2 separate regions of the Sus scrofa genome follow, and region 1 is linked to region 2. A link is a contact called in public HiChIP or PLAC-seq data. All regions are on one chromosome and are shown on one strand. Each heading gives the region's core, a stretch centred on a gene start, on an enhancer-like site or on the middle of the called end of the contact. The rest is flanking DNA. Distances are from core to core; before and after follow the strand shown. Region 1 holds the start of SERPINF1 (serpin family F member 1). Region 2 holds the start of PRPF8 (pre-mRNA-processing-splicing factor 8).

Evidence for each region. HiChIP or PLAC-seq counts read pairs in DNA pulled down with a chosen protein or histone mark.
Region 1: a contact with region 2 is called in an H3K27ac HiChIP or PLAC-seq map of skeletal muscle. The contact joins the promoter of SERPINF1 here to the promoter of PRPF8 in region 2. A contact is called at or near these places in 2 of 47 Hi-C or Micro-C datasets (both in liver) and 1 of 2 datasets of contacts at active chromatin or transcription factors (skeletal muscle).

What each region holds. Positions count from the first base shown.
Region 1 is chr12:47,947,649-47,950,348 of Sscrofa11.1, forward strand. It overlaps SERPINF1 (serpin family F member 1), which reads left to right and starts at 1,444. Exons shown (of 8, transcript NM_001078662.1): 1 at 1,444-1,488. All of the region lies in intron 10 of SMYD4 (SET and MYND domain-containing protein 4), which reads right to left.
Region 2 is chr12:47,893,930-47,896,629 of Sscrofa11.1, forward strand. It overlaps PRPF8 (pre-mRNA-processing-splicing factor 8), which reads right to left and starts at 1,357. Exons shown (of 43, transcript XM_021067568.1): 1 at 1,212-1,357; 2 at 903-1,013; 3 at 321-489. The coding sequence starts at 1,002.

The DNA.
Region 1 (2,700 bases), core at 194-2,693, 54 kb after region 2:
CCACAGCCACGCCAGATCCGAGCCATGTCTGCAACCTACACCACAGCTCATGGCAACGCCAGATCCTTAACCCATTGAGCGAGGCCAGGGATCAAACCTGCAACCTCATGGTTCCTAATCGGATTTGTTTCCCCTGCGCCACGAAGGGAACTCTGGTAAAATTAATTTTAATAATAGATATATGTAGCCCAATATATATAATCAGAGTCAAAATTATTGAGATAGTTTACATTATTTTTCATACTAAATATTCAAAATCTGGTGTGTGTTTCATATTTACAGCAGATCACAACTTTGGCCACATTTCAAGTGCTCTGTGGCCGCATGCGGCTGGTGGCTATTGTACTGGATGGCGTGGCTGTAGAGAAAGCAATCTCAGAAGGTGCCGTGTTATGCTGGAAGGATCTGCTCTGGTTTCAGCCTCTGTTATTAGCCAGTGAGCTTCTGGAGGGGGGACTCTGAGTCTTAATCATCTATGGACTCCTTCTCCATGTACCTAGTGGGTGATCTGAGTGGGGTCCTCAATTTTTGGTTGAAGGCATTGAACTCGATTGATACACTCTTCCTCCTGTAAAGCTGAACCTGGCTCACCGGAACGTTCTACCCAAGGGCCCTAGCTCTGCACCCTGGAGCCTCACATGACATCCCTCCTTCTCTGAATGACCTCTGGGCTTCTGACCAGGACTCACATGTGCCTAGAAAAGGTTCTAGTACATTCTCCAATTATCTCCCATGTCAGTGTTTTGGCCTCATGACTGCACTGTAAGTTCTTAAACGCCACCAGGTGAGCAGGGCCCGGGTGTGCCCCTCCCAGGTGACCTCTGCGGTGCCGAGGTCAGTGCCGGGCACACGCTTGGCCTCCTCTCAAGGCGCATGCATACGGTACAGCTCCTTGCTTCCTTCCTCTGGTCAGTCACTTTCCCCCCCCCCGCCCTTTCTGATCTTCAGAAGTCAGAGCATTTCAGGGCTGAAGAAGCACACAGACATCCTAGTTCCACCCCTCATTTTTCAGCCCAAGAAAGGGAGGAGCCATGAGTGATGTCTTGTCCCCATCCCCAGGAATGGTGCCAAGGACCGGGAAAAACTCAAGAGCCCCAGTTCTGGGCCAGCCTCTTCTCTGCTCCAGCCTCCTCCTGGGCCTCCCCCTGTCAGACTCTTCCTTGGTCCCCGCTCCCAACCAGGCTGGCCAGGCTGCCCGCTCCGGTGGGAAGGCCAGGCCCCAAAGCTCGGTCTGGTGGAGCAGCTGGGTGTGTGTGGGGGGCTGTCTGGGGAGCTGTGCTGGAAGGGCAGTAGCGGGTTAAAGTTAACATGGGACCATGATGCAATCACAGACTCCAAATTGAGTGCAGGTCGCTTTAAGAAAGGAGTAGCTGTAATCTGAAGCCTGCTGGACGCTGGATTAGGAGGCAGCAGAAAAAGCCCTGGTGCTCGCAGGAGCCCCTCAGTGCACGGACCTAGGCTGGGCGTGGAGCTGCAGCGCACCCACAGGTAAAGCAGCTCCCTGCCTGCTCTGTGTGTCATGGCAAGACGGGAGGCTCCCCTGGGCTGGTGGAACGGGGGTGAGGCAGGGGTGCTCCAGGGAACAGAAAAGAGGGGTGCAAGGGAAGGGAGGTGGGGAGACAGTGGTTCTTGCAGTTTATGATCCATGGTGAGTAGGTGAGGGCAGAGGGAGTTGGGGGCCAGAAGGCCTGAACCCCACTGCACCACTAGGAGAAGAGGCTGGAAAGACTCTTGAATGAAGCAGGTGGGAAACAGCGGAGAGGGGCGGTGGTGGGGAAGAAGCAGAGAGCGTGGCTGCTGGTCCGGTCTGAGCAGCACCTCAGGGGGGCTCTGGGCGCCCTGAGGGGAGGAGGCTGTAGGAAGCTGGGGCTGCCAGGGAGGGAGCTCAGCTTGGGCTCAGCTCTCTGCTGCCTTTTCAGAATCAACTGGTGCTGATTTCAAAGGTAACTTCCTGTGGCCTGTGGGGAGCCCTCCCGGAAGGCTGGGGTGGAGGACAGCTGGGTCCTTCTAGCCAGTGCCCACCCTCTCTCTCTGGCCAAATTAGCTGCCAGTAAACGCTGGGAGACCAATGGGGTTTTGGCCTTGTGCAAACAATGACCGCTATTTAGCCCAGCTAGTGTATGGGATTTGGGGGCTCAGCTGCCAGTGCTGGAGAGGATGGCTGCCCGCACCCTTGGTGTCCCCTGGGGCAAGCCAGCAAACCACAGCAAGGAGTGGGACTGGGCCAAAGAAAAGCTTCAGGCTTCCCAGAAACCCCATCATTGTCTGGTCCATGCTGGTCCACCAGGAGCTCAGGCCCTAGGCCGGTGCGGGGCAGGGTGGGAGAAGAGAAGTGGGCCAGGGAATTCGGCTCCGAAGGCTGGTCCTTCTGGGGTGTAGGGAGGTGAACCTCGCCCACGCCCTGGCCTGACTCATTTAGGGTCCAAGGCTTCAGGAAAACAGTTGCCTGGGGACTGGCGGAGTCCTGACAGTGTGGGCCTAGAGGGGACCCCTCAGAATTCCTCCCAGAGCCAGGGGAGAGGGCAGCGCCTTTCCCGGCACTGCCCATGAGGTCCACTGCCATGTGGCTTGAAGGCTGTGTGGTTCTGGGAGGAGGGGGAGGGATGGTGTTTGTCTCACAACCGGGTTTAATCTGAAACACATGTACTGGCTCAAGTTTATCCTCCGGCTTGAGGGCAAGATCACAAAATCCCAGTTCCT
Region 2 (2,700 bases), core at 107-2,606:
ATCCCGAGCTGCTGTGGCTGTGGCGTAGGCCAGCAGCTACAGCTCCGATTAGACCCCTAGCCTGGGAACTTCCATATGCCGCAAAAGCGGCCCAAGAAATGGCAAAAAGACCAAAAAAAAAAGAAAAGAAAAAAAACAAAAAAGGAGCATCACTAGAAGATCTCGTAATTCTAACAGAATCCTAGTGGTTTTCTCCCTTCTTTGATCAAGATGGGCTGTCGCTGAAGATTAAGGACCCAAAACGATAGAGCAGCTATCCAGGACTGCGATTTACGGGACAGGGCAGAGTCCAAATGAAATAACTTCAGGATGTTCCTTACCCCAGGTAGACCCTTTTGTCATGGCGAAACTTCCTGTTGGTCATGTCCCCATGGTCTCGAATGATCTTCCTAACATGTTCTGGAGGCATGTCTTCCTTCTGAGCATCCACAAATCCAAACTTCCGCTTTTCGGCATAGCGCTTGGCCTGCAACTGCTGCCATTTTCGAGCTACAAAAACACCTCAGTTTTAAGGACTGCACACCCTTAGCCTAATCACCCCCTACTTCTTGCCCTAGGCTAAGCGCCCACCAGGATGCATGACAAAAGGGTGGGCACCTAGCAGGAGCACTCCCTGCCAGCTCTCTTGACAACTCGCTCTGCTTAAACCCTTTAACGGCAGGGGTTTTGCCTGAAAAGCTATTGTATCCCCCTTGTTTGGATCAGTGCCTGCAAACAGTAGACACTTTTTTTTTTAACCGATAGTTTTAAAGACTTGAATAGATGAAAAAAAAAAATAAGGGCTAATAAGTGCACTAAGACCTAATGTTTTGACACACTTGCCAAAACCTGGAAGGGGTCAAACCACCACGCGCGCACGCGCACACCCGCCCCCAGGCGCCGCTCCCGCACACTTTCTTCACCTTTCTCCTGCAGCTTCTCCTCCGACATGTAGTCTGGCAGCGGAGCTAGAGGGCCGGGAACCGGGTTGCCCGGCCCTCGGTAAGGAAACACTCCGGCCATTCCCGGAGAATCTGGGGAAACGGCAGAAGAAAAAAATTAACGAGGAAGAGGGCCCAGGCCCACAGAAGGCGCAGCAGGAACACGTCAAGACCCTCGGCCTGCAGTCCCGCCTCGCTCAATGTGCGCCCAGCCGGGCTGGATCCTTCCGGCCGCTCAGCCGGACCCCCACCGCACCTCCCACGGCCCGGCCTTTAAAGCCCGCCACGCACCCCCACAGCCCCTCACACAGACAGCCGCTTTCCGCTCAGGGCAATGGCGGCAAGCCTACGTCCGCTCCGCGTTCCCACAGCCAGGAAGTGCGCAACCCAAGTTCAGCAGTTGATCCAATAGGCACCGGTGTGATCAGAAGGATTACCGAGCTCACCAATTAGAGATGCAAGTCGGGCCAGAGGGGCGGGTCCACGGACGGAAGTATTTGAACGCGAGGGGGTGTGCGCCATATAGGCGCAAGCCCCGCCTCCTGCGTTTCTGAAGCTGTTTCTGTGCCTTCTGCTGTAGGGCCGCAGGAAACGAAAGCTTCGGAAGATCGAATAAATTTGTCGAATTTTGTACATTATTCTGTGTCTAGTCTCATGTATGTAGACTTGAGGTTCAGCACTAGCTCTGAGTCAGGCAGTCTTTTGTTTATGCATTCGTTCATTCAACCATCATTTATTGAGTGCCCACTGTTGTGTTAGGAATTAAGAATAAGGGATGGGGAAGCCAAGCTCACAAGGTAGCTGGGAGGTAGAATTAGAACCCAGGCTCTCACAATCAGATGTGATGGGAATTCGGGGGCAGGGCTTTTTCTTCTTTTTTTTCTTTTTTTTTGTCTTTTTAGGGCCACGCCCACGGTATGATATATGGAGGTTCACCGGCTGGAGGTCGAATGGCAGCTGTAGCTGCTGGGCCTATGCCACAGCAGCGCGGGATCCGGCAACTCCGGATCCTTAACCCTGAGGGAGGCCAGGGGTGGAATCTGAGTCCTCATGGATGCTAGTCAGATGTGTTACCCACTGAGCCACTATGGGACCTCCTGTTATCTGTTTGTTTGTTTGTTTTTTAATTTTATGGCCATACCCACGTCATATGGAAGTTCCAGGGCCAGGAATTGAATCTGAACTACTGCTGCGCCCTATGCCATAGCTGACTTGTGCTGAGCAGAGGATGGAGCCCTGACCTCTGCAGCCACTGGAGCTGTTACAGATGAATTCTTAACCCCGTGCCCCTCCGTGTGACTTCCCGAGGCAGAGCGTTTAACTCTGCCTAAGATGTCAAGGAGGAGTTAGTTGATGAACCTACAGAAATAAAAGATGCTTTGGGGAACAACATTGCCAGGTGTACCCCACCTTCATTCCTATTTTCTCTCTCTGGCAATGGTTACGCTATAGACCATATAATGAATACACTATAAACGCTTCTTGACTCCCTGAGGCTCTTTCTCATCTTGCTGCCTGAATTGCCCTCCATCTCCTGCTTTCTTGGTTTCACCTCCCATCCCTCTTGCTCTATCTTTTTGATAACAACTTTGGTTTGTTTGTTTTGCCTTTTTTTTTCTTTTGAGGGCTGCACCTGCAGCATATGGAGGTTCCCAGGCTAGGGGTCAAATCGGAGCTGTAGCTGCCAGCCTATGCCACAGCCACAGCAATGCCAGATCCAAGCCACGTCTGCGATCTACACCACAGCTCACCGCAATGCCAGATCCTTAACCCACTGAGC